Linked DNA regions of Zea mays: region 2 is linked to region 1. A link is a contact called in public Hi-C data. All regions are on one chromosome and are shown on one strand. The core of a region is the stretch at or near the end of the contact, and the rest is flanking DNA. Distances in the headings are between cores, read along the strand shown. Region 1 holds the start of LOC100191516. Region 2 holds the start of LOC100276637.

Region 1 (6,532 bases), core at 1,140-3,639:
TTAAGAGCTCCTCAATTTTACAGAAATAAACTCGCAGTACACACCAGTTATAACTAGGGACCAAAAATATACTTTTAGATACCTTGGAAGTTATAGATAAATGAATATATGCCTTGATTGTTGTAAAATGATTAAAAATTCATATCTAATTCATTTTAAATCTAAATTAAATGATTTTGGTCTCAAATAAATTCTACAAATACATAGAATAATTATAGGACCATTCTGAACCATGTTTTCATGTTTGATATATTGTTTCTTATTTTGTGACCATGTTTATTATATGAACACGAGTAGATTCATAATGTTGCAACTACCTCGAGGGCCCCACTCTTGAGGACCTCGAAACCCGAGAAGAAGAAAAACATTCTATCCTCGTATCACCCATTGCATTAAATGTTCATTATTGTTTTGGCCAAATTACTACTCCTATTAGGATTACCTTAGGGTGTGTTTGGTTTAGCTTTCTAAACCGGATTTACTACTTAAAAAGTAGAATCTCAAACTGATATAACAACAGAATATATTCATGAAGATCTATAGATTCTCTAGTTTAAATCTGAATCACCTCTTACTCTATATTTTCTAGATTCTTGTCATCCATGTTACAAACTTTCATGCTCTTATAGAATCTATAATGGACCGTTGTTTGAACCAAACAAATTTTAGTTTTCATAAACGTCAGCTCGCATCAACTTCTTACAGATCACAACTAGAATAAGATTTTCAAGAATCTACAACTGAACCAAATAGACCCTTAGTATTGTTTACCTTGTCCTTGTTATAACTGGAAATTTGGGAACATTTTAGTAGCAAATTCTAGTGTTGTACATCTTTCAAAAGAAAAGTGATTTCGAATGTTTTATTAGACTTGTTAATAAAAGATGCTTTTTAGCAAACCATGAGGACTTGATGTATGGAATAGGATTGCACAAGTGCCTCTCCCTAAGGACCAGTTCCCCGAGCGACTACCCGAGACAAACAATACAACTATAAGGATTACATGGCTATGGCCTTAACCAAGTAATTAAGGGAAAATATTTGGATATTAGCTATGGTAAATGGGGACAAATGAAGGCTCTTTGGCCCCACTTTTGCTTGATTAGGCCTTGGGTGGGATGCCCTGGAGAGCCTACGTGTGAGGATTGTGGTGGAGAGATTGCCTCAGAATATTCTATCATAGTCTAATACACACGGAAGATCATTTATAAAGGTCTCATAGTGAACCCTGCCGACCTCCACTGAAGAGGTGAAGGGTCTTGCAAATCGAGACAAGTGGGTATCACGACTTGTGGGTAAAGTTGTACAATATCAACAGAGTGTCGTAAAACTGATTAATCAGTCGTGCTCACGATGAAGAGCGACTTTGGTATCCTCACATATTAGAAGTTTTATTTTCAAAAACCTTAAAACTTCACTATTAGACTTGGTGATGTGTCCACTATATGATGCAATGGATGGTCCTATGTGAGATGCAGCAGATGTGTTTTCAAAACTTTTGCCACGAGACTTGGCAGATGGTTTACTGTGGGATGCAACAAACGTGTTTTCAAAACTTTCACCATGAGATATGGTGAATGGTTCATTATAGGATGCAACGAACGTGTTTTCAAAACTTTCTCCGTGATATGCATTGAACGACTTTTCAAAAGGTTACTTTACTACAACTATTCGCATGGGACTTGGTGAAAGGTTTACTATGGAATGCAATAAACATCGAAGTTACTGTATTATAACGAATCTTTATGCAACAAAATGTTTTACAAAAGAGGAATTCAAATGCTTTTCAAGTATAGTTAGAACTTGATCAACTAAAAGCAACCGCCCAAGCTAACCCACCATATAGCCAGTTCAAGGAGATGTGTCCTAGAGCCAAGAGTTACATAATTACGACGAGTTTTAGACTTGTGATCAATCAGTTGTCTATAAAGACTACTGGTTGATTGATATATAATATTGTGGTTATACATAAGAATCTCGAGCATGTACAATGGACGTTCGATTGTGCGGTTAAAACCAAGTGTGAGTATTCTTTATGTATGTTCTTTTTGCTATAGAGAAGTGAACTGATAAAATCTATTATATATTTTAATAATTTCAGAAAATAGATATTTTTGATTATCCACGGTATTTATGATTAAGAAAAAAACCATTCTAGTAGATAAGCACCAAAAATTCCAAACCAAACACCTCACTCCATCGATCTTCTCCATCTCCACGGCAGGACGAGGCTTTCGGGTTCGTCTCCAATCCCCATCCGTGGCAGTGGCAGTGTCACGAGAAGAGGCCACGAGTCCACTACTGACTGGAGGCAGGCCAACCCGACGCGACCGGCAGCGGCGCACCAACGCAAAGGTTAACCCACCCGCCCACCCAGGCGGCCAGGCCCCAGCAGTACCCACTCACGAGACCGTCCAGGCGTCCACCGCGACGCGCTCTCCTGCCCGTGCCCACCTCCACGACTCCACCTCCGCAGCGCCCGCGGTAACCTCCCCACGCCACGCCACATCGCGTGCGAGCCCCAACCGTCGCCGGCCTCCCAATTAAGCCGCCCCCGCGGCGCGATCCGGTGTCCACCGCTGCTCCGCCGGAGGAGGGGGAAGGGGAAGAAAAGGGAGGGGGGGAGCACAGGGGGATGCTAGAGGCGAAGCCGCCGTCGCCGGGCTCCGGCGCGGCCGGGGCGGCGGCGCACATCCACGGTCACCGGCGGTGGGCGGCGCCGCTGCTGGCCTCGGTTCTGCTCTCGTCGCTCCTCATCACCGCGTCGCTCTTCTTTTCCTCCTCCCGCGCGCTGCTACTCTCCTTCTCGCCGCTCCCCTCCGCGGCCTCCGCCGAGCCTCTCTTCGTCGAGGCCAAGCTCCGCCAGCAGATGCGGGCCGAGGAGCGCCCCACGCGGGGCGCCGTGCCCAGGATCGCCTACCTCATCTCCGGCTCCGCGGGGGACGGAGCCGCGCTGCGCCGGACGCTCAGGGCGCTCTACCACCCGGTAAACACATACGTCGTGCACCTCGACCTCGAGGCCCCCGCCGCCGAGCGCGCCGAACTCGCCTCTGCCATCCACGCGGACCCCGTCTACGCTAGGTTCCGCAACGTCAAGGTCGTCACACGGGCCAACTTGGTCACCTACCGTGGCCCGACCATGGTGGCCAACACGCTGCACGCGGCTGCCATCCTGCTGCGCGAGGGCGGTAATTGGGACTGGTTCATCAACCTCTCCGCCTCCGACTATCCGCTCGTCACCCAGGACGGTAAGCGCAGATGCGATCTGCCTCTTTCGGCCCTCCGGTATTGCGACTGGATCTATCCGTCGCGGGAAGACGCCACCTTTGATCCGATTTTTTTGGTGCTTCCAATGGCGCGATCTTTGCCTGCCTACGATTTGGGCAAAATCAATTCCAGGTTTGGGTCACTCACTGGACGATACTAGTGGAGCTGGGGATTTGAAATTTGCGTGCAGTGTCTGTCTGCAAGTGTTCGCCAAAAATGCGATTTTGTACGCGGGCTTGGATATGCCAATTGGGGAATGGGGGTGAGATTAGTTTATGACATGTTGTTTTCCCAATTGGTATGGGAATTTGATAAGATTTGATTACTTTTTTAGCTTCTAGGTGGTACCAGGGGAAAGTCAATCTAAGGGCGTATTTCTTTCTTTAAATAGAGCCTCTCACTGGGTCGCCTCTCTCTTTCGTTTTATTGCAATCTTGTTTTGTTTTTTCCTTTTCAGTTTACTACCGTTATGGATTCTTCTACTTGTTCATGGTGCAAAAATGTTTGTGATCAACATGCCCCTTTGTTTTTCTGATTTGTCTACCTATTGGCAGATCTATTGCATGTGCTTTCTGAGTTGCCCAGGCAGCTTAACTTCATTGAGCATACCAGTGACATCGGATGGAAGGAGTAAGTTTACAGTTTGTCTGAAAGTTCTGGTATCTGTTCCCACAAGTTCTGCAGTTGCTAAATATGTGTGTCTGTAGGTACCAGAGGGCGAAGCCAGTGATCATCGACCCTGGGCTATACAGCCTGCAGAAGTCTGACGTTTTCTGGATAACAGAGAAAAGGAGTGTCCCAACTGCATTCAAGCTCTTCACCGGTAAAATACACCATAATCTTTCCTATGAATTCTGAAATGAGCTCTCCGTCCCCTTCTAGTTATTGGTGTTTCTTGTTTTGCATATATCATTTCTCACTGTATTTCACATTACTAATTACTTGCAGTGCTGGTTGCTATTTACATGCCTGTTTTTTTTCCCTGGAATCATGTGCAACTAACAGCTTTCTTTTGCCACTGTTGTCAATGTTTGATACAAGAAAGCAAACACTTCATTTTTCTTTGTTGACTGTGTTAAGGATAAGTTTGTTTGACCAATCTGCCTGTTGGGATTTAATGCCAGGTTGAGAATTTGTATACTGTTGCGATGGTCCAGCTATACTCTTGATTTAGGATTATGGTCTTGAAGTGGTTGTGTGTCCCCATTACCTACTAATTTGTGGGCAATCAATATTCTTTTGTATGGGCGATCTCTGCACTACCAGAATGGCTTGTTAGCAACTTAGCATTAAATGATTTGCTTGCTAGAAACAAATTATAAACGACTTCCATTACCATATCACATTGAGTCACTAGGTCGCAGGTTCGAAGCATCCTCTCCGCATTTGCGGGGGGAGGCTTGCCTCAGTTTATTTCTTTCCCAGCCCACTTGTGTGAGCCTCCGGCAGTGGGTCTGCCCTTCCATTATCATATCTCCAAGCAGGGAAAAACTTGCAGCAGACTAGCAGTTGAGATAGCACTACATAGCTTCATTTTAGCTGTACATGGCATGGTTGGTAAGGCGTTAGCGACGCTTAAGCGGTAAGACGAGCCTGGCCATGCAAGACGTCCCGTCGCCTTGCCTGCGAGAGTAAGGCGCTGGCAAAAACAGAGGAGGAGGAGGTGGCGGCGGTACGCAGGGTGCGGCGTAGGGTGCGGTGGCCTGCAGGGTGCTGCGTCGGCGACGGACAGCCAGTCAGAGGAGAAAGGAGAGCTGCTGGGGAGGGGGAGAGAAAAGAACTGCGGGGGAGGGAGAGGAGAACTGCGGGGAGGGAGAGCTGCGAGGGAGGGGGAGAGCTGCTGGAGGCTGCAAGTGGGACACTGCTGTGAGGTTTTAACCCTAAAATTGGTGTTGGACTAGATTGGATAGGATGACTGGTTGTGTGCTATTAACTTCTTTCTTCTTTCTTTATTCCTGTTTCTCTCCTCTACGCCGAAATGTGCCTACTAGGCCGTATAGTTGTGCTAGCTTGCTTATTATTCGAATTAGTGATATATAAATAATATTTGGTCTATTTTTAAATTATTTTGAATAGAGTTAAATGTGCCCCCTGAACTCGTCAATGGATGTCACTTGGGTCCACGAACTTTGGAAATGCATTTCTATGTCCTTGAACTTGTTAAGGCCTTGTTCGTTTGTGCCGGATTAGTGGGTCGGAACGATTCCTAACCGGATTGCTTCTCTAATTTATATAAACTTTGATTAGCTAGAACGATTCCGGGTGCAATCCAATACAAACGAACAAGACCTAAATGATGTACCACACATCCCTAAACTTGTAAAAATGGTGCATCACAGGTCCATTTTTGGACCATACCGACCACTGTGGTGTGCCACTTAACAAGTTTAAGGACCTAAAAATGCATTTTCAAAGTTCGTGGACTTAAGTGACATCTGTTGACAAGTTCAGGGGTTGCTCATGCATTTAACTCTTTTTTGTATTACTATATAATTAAGGCATCACCTCGCCTTTCGCTTTACTGTCTTAAGGTAAAAAGGGGGTCGGTCGCCTTATCGCCTTAATAACTGTGGTCCATGGACATATCAATTTGGTCTCAAATTTGTTGAAACACCAGTTTTGTTTAAAGAAACCATGAACACAGGCTATTATTATCAGTTTGAAGCCAATTAATCTCTGCTTTTCTTGGTATGGTACTTTGAGTTCTCCGAATCTGTGGAAAGAAAATGGATTTAACTTCGATTCAAATATGGCTCAATTGGTTGCTCAAACATGGCCCAACCAGCAATCAATTTGGTTTATATATTTGCTAATACAAGTTATCTAAATATATTCAAACATTTTTTTCTGCATTCCCCCCTTTTAATATTATTATACTCCCTGTAAGTTTAATTGCTTCCTCCAAGAGATGCTAAATATCATGTTTTCTGGGTGGTGGCTGAAAATCAGTCTTTTAGTGGGAAAGTAGTTATGGATCCTTAAAAAAGTTAAATATGCAGCAATAGTTTAGGTTGTTGCTGTGTATCAGAATAACTTTAGTGAGGGTAAGTATCATGTGGAAGGCCCATCTGATTGGATGCTTTGAGATAGCACTTCCATTTACTACCCTGGCAATCGCCAGCTTATGAATGGTGAAAGTGACATCCTAGCTTTTTTAGTGAAAGTTATTATTTCCGTTCTCTCTGATTTCACACTTATTGAATATAAAGTAAATGACTAATCATTAGATACTTTACAGAGTGTTGTCATTAATTCATGCTTGATT
Region 2 (6,532 bases), core at 2,524-5,023, 270 kb before region 1:
TTCGTGTGCATAGAAGTTGACCTGAAGGTATACATTGTAAGAGACAATTTGCTATGATGGAAGAAGTTAACATACATCATGCTTCCTCTTGTTTATCCTTTTTGTCACCCTTGTGTTCTTCCCCACATTCATTCCACAAGGGAGAGAGAAGGTAAATGATTTAACTATGTTGTCCTGTCATGAATCCTTGTAGGAATCTAGATAGGTGTTATGACCGGCAGCCTAGCAGTCCTAATAAAATCAGTTTGTTTAGATGGATAAGTATCAGTTAGTTTGTTTAGATGGATAAGGATAAGCAGAGTTTGTTTAGATAGATACCGATTTGGTTTGTTAATATATTAGATAAGGTCGGCTGCTATCTCAGCTCTATAAATGTACCCCTCCAATCAATGAAAGTATCTTGTCTGTGCTTGCCCCAAACCATCTACTATTCGATCGTGGCTACTGTTCACTGTGGTACTATTCATCACGTGAACAGTACCTCGCATCTTCCAGCCAGCAACCCTAACCCTAGGACGATGGCGCCCAAGCGCCGGCGTCCTGGTCCTAGACCTCAAACCTACCACTCTATCTCGGTAACCTAATCCCAACAACAGGTGACCAGCAGAGGTGATTTTTTAACTCCATCCTGAAATTCCTTTTGAGGAGTTCTACTCAGACCACCTAACAAACTCAGCTAGAGGTCCATTCATAGAAAGTCCTCTTTAGACTATTGACTAGGAAATTAATGAGGTGATGTCCCTGCCTATATGTCCACTCATCTAACATGAGTGTACAGCCAATTGCTTCCGAACAGCTTCATGCTTCTTTAGTTTGTTGGTCCGTTCCACAGCCTTTCCAAGCAATGGCACCCTGACCTCACAGAAGCTAGGAGGTTTATATCCAGGTTCATACTGTCCAATGGCCTCACACATAATCTCAAAGCTCCTTGAGTTGATAGCATTGGATGGTATTCCACACTCATAGAAGAAACGGGCCACATGCATATTGACTTCCATCTCTTCCTTGGTCCTGATCCTTCCCTTTCTTAGAAATACCTTTCCTCAACCACTTCTTCAGGTTTTCCCAAAGGGCTAGTTTGGAAACATAAATCCCCACCGGGATTCCCGGGGCTAATTTCCCACTCGATCCCCGGGAATCCCGGAGGGACTTTTGAATCTGGTTCTCACTTGGTACCACTTCCACCACTTGAACACCATCACCATCATTATCTAGGTTTAGCGCTCACTTTCTTCTTCCCTTAACTAGTGCTGTCTCCACTCTATTAGCAATTTGTGTTGCTGTAAATTTACATTTGACAGCATCTTCATATCCACCTACGATATATCCTTCACAAAGGCTACACTCAACCAAATATTTGTTCCCAATTTTTGGCTAGAAGCCATACTTCCACCAAGGATCACGAGATTTAGGCTTCCTTTTTGGATATGTCCTTGTATCATATTCAGTCATGTCGAGCCTACACTCTGTGGCCTTGTGTTGCCATTTAGATGGACTCCTGTGAAACTGGACAAGCAAGGTAATTATTAATTAACACTGAGCACTAATGGACAAGTGGACAGTGGAGACAAATAGTTAAATAGGGCTCAGGTTGGTATATAAAAAGTAAATTGTGATCCAGATTCCAGACATAAAATAGAAGTGAGCACTGAGCCTGTCCTAGCAAGTAGAAGAGCAGGTAATCAATCAGGTACCTAGTTCAAGGGATGCTGTCCTGCTCGAGTGAAGGTTGACAGTTCGGGCTCTCTTGTCCTTCGATGGAGGACGACCAGAGTAGGTGGCAGGGAAAGATAACCGCGGCCTGTGGGCGGCTGCTGCTCACGCAACTCGAGGCAGAGGCTCTTCTTGACGGGCAAGAGGGGAGGCGGCGGCAACTTTTCCTGGTGGCGCGGGAGAACGCATTCGCGCGGGCAAGCTGGTATTCTCCCACACGCTCCTCTCTCCGCGCGCTAGCTCTCTATCTCTTCCCCCTATGGCGCCTGCCTTTACACGATTTGGCGCGAATCAGACTCCAAAGTGTCGTTTTCCGGACGCCGTAAGGTGGACGCCATGCGAATTAAGGCGTGGCGTCTGCTGTGGCGTCTTGGCGCAGAGCGCTTTGGCGCTTAAGCTACGCTTTGTTGATGTAATACTGTCAGATCAACCAATGTGACAGGTACAACTCCTAACTGTCACTTGCATTTCAGTTGGCTTCACTCAGGACCACTATTCTGACTATTGGCTCCAGTAAAGGTTACTTTGAGGTCTTTCGACCAAATCTTGATTTGTTGAATGATAAATGCTCATTGATTCTTGCACACTCTTGGCTTGGATCAACTCTCTGCTTGGGAGCTAGGCATTCCAGATGATCTTTGTTGTAGCCTGGTTTCTGCAGGACATGTGCCTGGTATTTTTGTTTATTATTTTTATGCAAGGGATGCAAGATATCCCAAGTAATATTTTCTGTAGGACTTGTGTCTTTAGGTGAACCAAAAGTGAAGCTGTGTGACAATCAATATCAGCTGTTACGAAGAGACAGTGACAGCGTAACTGATACCATGCATAAGAAGCACGAAGTAGTTTTGTGGCCTAACAAACCAATTATGTGGTCCAATCCAAGAGCCTAATTATGTGGGGACCGTGCTGGCAGTTCGGCAACTTTTGTTTGTATATGGCCAACTAAACCTATTTCACATATGTGATTCGATGTTTATGTAGTTGCTTGGATCTTGGGGTTTTGGGAGTCTGTACTCCTGCCTCCGCTACCTCAAATCCATGCCGCGCTGCACCTACTCTGTTTCCAATGAAAGAGTTTTCTGTTGCGTCTGCACTGAGGACTGGTCATGGCATTAACAGGGTCAGATGGTAGGCGATAATTTCCATTGGTCAGGCGGTAGTTGCGTCCAGAGAGATCTCTTGACACTTATTTAGGACCAATCCCTGTTCCATCTCTAGTGTGTCTTTTGTTATTTGTTGTGAAGTCTTCACTATTTAGCAGTATGCATGTTGTCAAGGTGTTGGCAGCATATGGGAATATGGACAGCTTTGTAGCAGCGGGGGTATGAAGCAACAGAAATGCTTGTGGAGTACCAGAAGTGAGATTAGCAGAGACGTAAGAGGATGGGAGATGCAAGAAAAGAACAAGACAATGATAAATGGTACTTTATATGTCAGATCTTTTTGTACTATGGTGGTCTTTGTTTTCCTCTCACCTCTATAAAGTTGTTTGGCTGTCAACTGATAGTCTGGTACCAAGAGCTGTGCACAATTTCCGTTTGCCTTCGTCTCTCTCTCTCTCCCCCTGAGCCCCCTCTCGAGCCTGGACTTTTTCTTCACCTGTACTGGTCCATCATTAGCCAAATCTGGGTAGAGAGATGATCAGCACCAGAGGTTTGTAATCAATCTCTGTTGGATAGATACGTTTAACGTTCTCAAGCCGACACATATCATACACCTTAGATCTTAACGAGGCTCATGTTCTATCAATTATATCATCACGTCATTGTCAAACTTTACGGTGGAATGTAAAACTGTTGAAGAATGCATGCATGCTTTCTGGGCAATCGTTTGCCACCTGTAGTGCGTTTGGTGGTGCGCATCTATCTGCTTCCGTGCACTTGTCTTCTCTTCCTCCACATGCTCACGGCGTGAAGTAGTAAAACCTGTAGCATGTGCTGCGAAAATAGAAAAAAGCATGTGCAAGTGTAATATTTTATTCTGATGAGTTCTTGTATATGCTGTCTACACGCAGGTTAAATATTAATAACCCCTGCAGAACCCAGTTGCTTACTGGAAAACAGGCCCAGCCACCACCTTTCCATGGCACTGGCACCGGTTGTTGACTGCTCTGCTGCCTGCACACTAATGGCGGTCTCTGTCCGTCTACATATATAACACAGAGGGGGCCGCTGCAGGAGCGGGCGCGGAGCAACACCGTCCAGTCCATCACTGCCCTTTGTTCTCCTCCACAGTCGCAGACAAAGCTGGTTCGTCTCGCGGAGAGGGGAAGCCGGGAAGGTGGATAGGCGGCACCCACCCATCACCCATGGCTGGGTTGCAAAGATCGGCGACCACGTTCAGACGGTCCGGCTCGTCGGGCCTGGTCTGGGACGAGCGTTTCCTGACCGAGGCCGACGCCGAGGCGAAGGCCGGCGCCGCGGAGGATGCCGAGCAGCCGGAGCTCCGGCACTCGAGGAGCGTCGGCATGCTGCGCCGTGCGGGCGGCGGTGGAGACAGCCGCAGCAAGAAGGGCAAGGAGAGTAGGCAGAAGCAGGCGGAGTCGGCGCGGCGCAGCAACCAGCAGGTGTTCCGGACCAAGGACGTGGCCCCGGACATGGATCCCCCCTCGCCGAGGGTGTCCGGCTGCGCCTTCTGCGCCGTCTTCCGCGGGGGCTCTGGCGGTACTGGCCGCAGGGCACAGGCACGCCGCCGGTCCAAGCCCAGGAAGAAGTGACGGCGTAGCAACACGTACGTACGTGCGGTACGTTGTTGTTTGTGCCATCTGTAAAGTCCGGGCCATGGTTGTTCGTGCGTGTACATGTTTACTATACTAAATACTAGGGTCATATATAGATGAGCTTGCTACTCGGTAATCGGTATACGTACGCCATTATTTAGTTCAGGATAGTTCCTCCTTTTTTGGGTCGGTCGGTTGGTTTCTTGATCCAGATCCATGCTTTTGAGGTTTGGGCGACGGTTAGATGTTACTTGTCTACTATATATGCAGCAGCTATTTATGAGATCTGGGGCTGTTGTTCTTGTTCTTACTAGCTTGGTGCAACTTTTTCGCTTGGGTTCTGCCGCTGGTCCTTCGGGAAGCGCATGTGGTTTTGGTTTTGAAACTGGGAGGGAAGCAGGGTGGAGCGACGATGAATTGGTCCGTGATGCGGCTGAACTGGGAGGGCAGACAGGCAGGCTGGTGGTGGCAGATGGGATGAGCGGCGATAATTCAGAGTGCTAATTACTAGCAAGTTGGTGAGCGACATGATTGCGCTGTGGAGGTGGATGGACATAGTGACGGCCATCCACGCCGACGTCGACGTGGGATGTGAATGTATATCCCGATTCAGTCCTGCTTTCACACGGCCGGGGACGACGCCCGTCTCGTGCCGTCGACCTGTCGACGACGACGACGATACGGTCAGCGGCAGCGTCACGCCTCTGCCTCTGCGTGCGTATAATAATGGAGGACTGGTGGCCGTCTCTTTCTCCGGCACCTTCACCTTATTACTACGTCTCTGTTGGGACCGCTGCACAGACGAGACGACTCGTCAATTGATGATTGGTAACGTGTCTTATGCAGAAACAAAAAAAAAATGTTGGAGGCTATACCCTCCTCTCCTATAGCGAATGATCTTTGTCCCACAGTGATTCCTAGCGTACACATGACATGAGTCGACTACGTGCATTATGGTGATACGGAGACTTGCGATCCGGACTGTTCACCTAATTTGGTCCCGCTAGGCACCAGCCTGACGCTGTTCCCTGCGTCTGATGCTTTTGAGCTGTCATCTCATCGGAGTACTCGCAGGAGGGGAGACCTTAACTACGGTGGGTGGGTGCACGTCTGAGTCTCTAAATCACGCAGGTATGAAGCTGTCAAGAGAGAGGATGTTGTGCGTTAATTGTGTGATGGCGAATTGAGGCGTAGCTGCTTGTCAGTCATAGCCCATGGGCCTCGATCTGCTGGTTTGTGCACACTAGGCGGCGTTGCGTCTCGCGTACATGTACATGGGGCCTCGGCCTGCATGTAGCCAAAACGAGCGTTGCCATCTTGACAGCTTCATACCTTACTAGGTGGGTGACCATGCGTTACAACGAAAACATATCGTCAGTATAGTGAACACAGCTCCTACCAATCTGGTATCAAAGGTCTCGACAATCATGAGCTCTGCCGCTGCACCTAGACAGCAGCCGCCGCCAGCATCAGGCGGCCCCCAACAACGTCCAGCGCGCTGGTCATAGTCCCTGCTTCGTCGGGAGCCATGATGCTTCGCCGATAATCCCCCAAATACCCAGCCTCCTTGCCGGGTAGCGCCACTGGGGGCATGGCGGCCCCGTAGCCAATGGAACGCTGTACGACGTGGCAGACGAGCTGCTCTCCCAAGAGCGCAGCAGCCTGCTGCCCCACGTAAATGGACAAACAAAAAAGTTATTGCTACAAACTTATGATCAGATATACAATAAAAAACAATGTAAATGATATATAAAGTTGTTATTATGAGTAAGTTAGAAAGCGCTACAACAATACGACAACCCCATGAGGCCATGATGCACAATAACAGAGATCCACTATGCATAAAACTCCCAAGTGAACAACACCTGTGATGAATCTGCTACTGACGCTAGAGCTGTCAATGCTCCCCCGTGCACCATTTGCTTGCCATTCTAGAATATGAACATGAGCAGCTAGCATTGTTTACTAACCATGATAACAAATATATTTGAAGCAACCTGAAACCTAATTCAATACAAGTAATTGCGTACATGAATAAGAACAAGTAATTTATTCACGATTCCATCCAGGTAAGGCGTCAAAAATTCTGGTGTACAA

What was found. Hi-C and Micro-C count contacts between places; a contact is called where the count stands out from the background.
Region 2: a Hi-C map of leaf shows a contact between it and region 1, with 7 times the contacts expected there. The contact joins the promoter of LOC100276637 here to the promoter of LOC100191516 in region 1. A contact is called at or near these places in 2 of 25 Hi-C or Micro-C datasets (endosperm and leaf).

Annotation. Positions count from the first base shown.
Region 1 is chr9:89,293,730-89,300,261 of Zm-B73-REFERENCE-NAM-5.0, reverse strand. It overlaps LOC100191516, which reads left to right and starts at 2,389. Exons shown (of 4, transcript NM_001136948.2): 1 at 2,389-3,248; 2 at 3,822-3,897; 3 at 3,975-4,090. The coding sequence starts at 2,636.
Region 2 is chr9:89,567,439-89,573,970 of Zm-B73-REFERENCE-NAM-5.0, reverse strand. LOC100276637 reads left to right here and starts at 3,773. Exons shown (of 1, transcript NM_001150375.2): 1 at 3,773-4,744. The coding sequence starts at 4,025. The coding sequence ends at 4,432.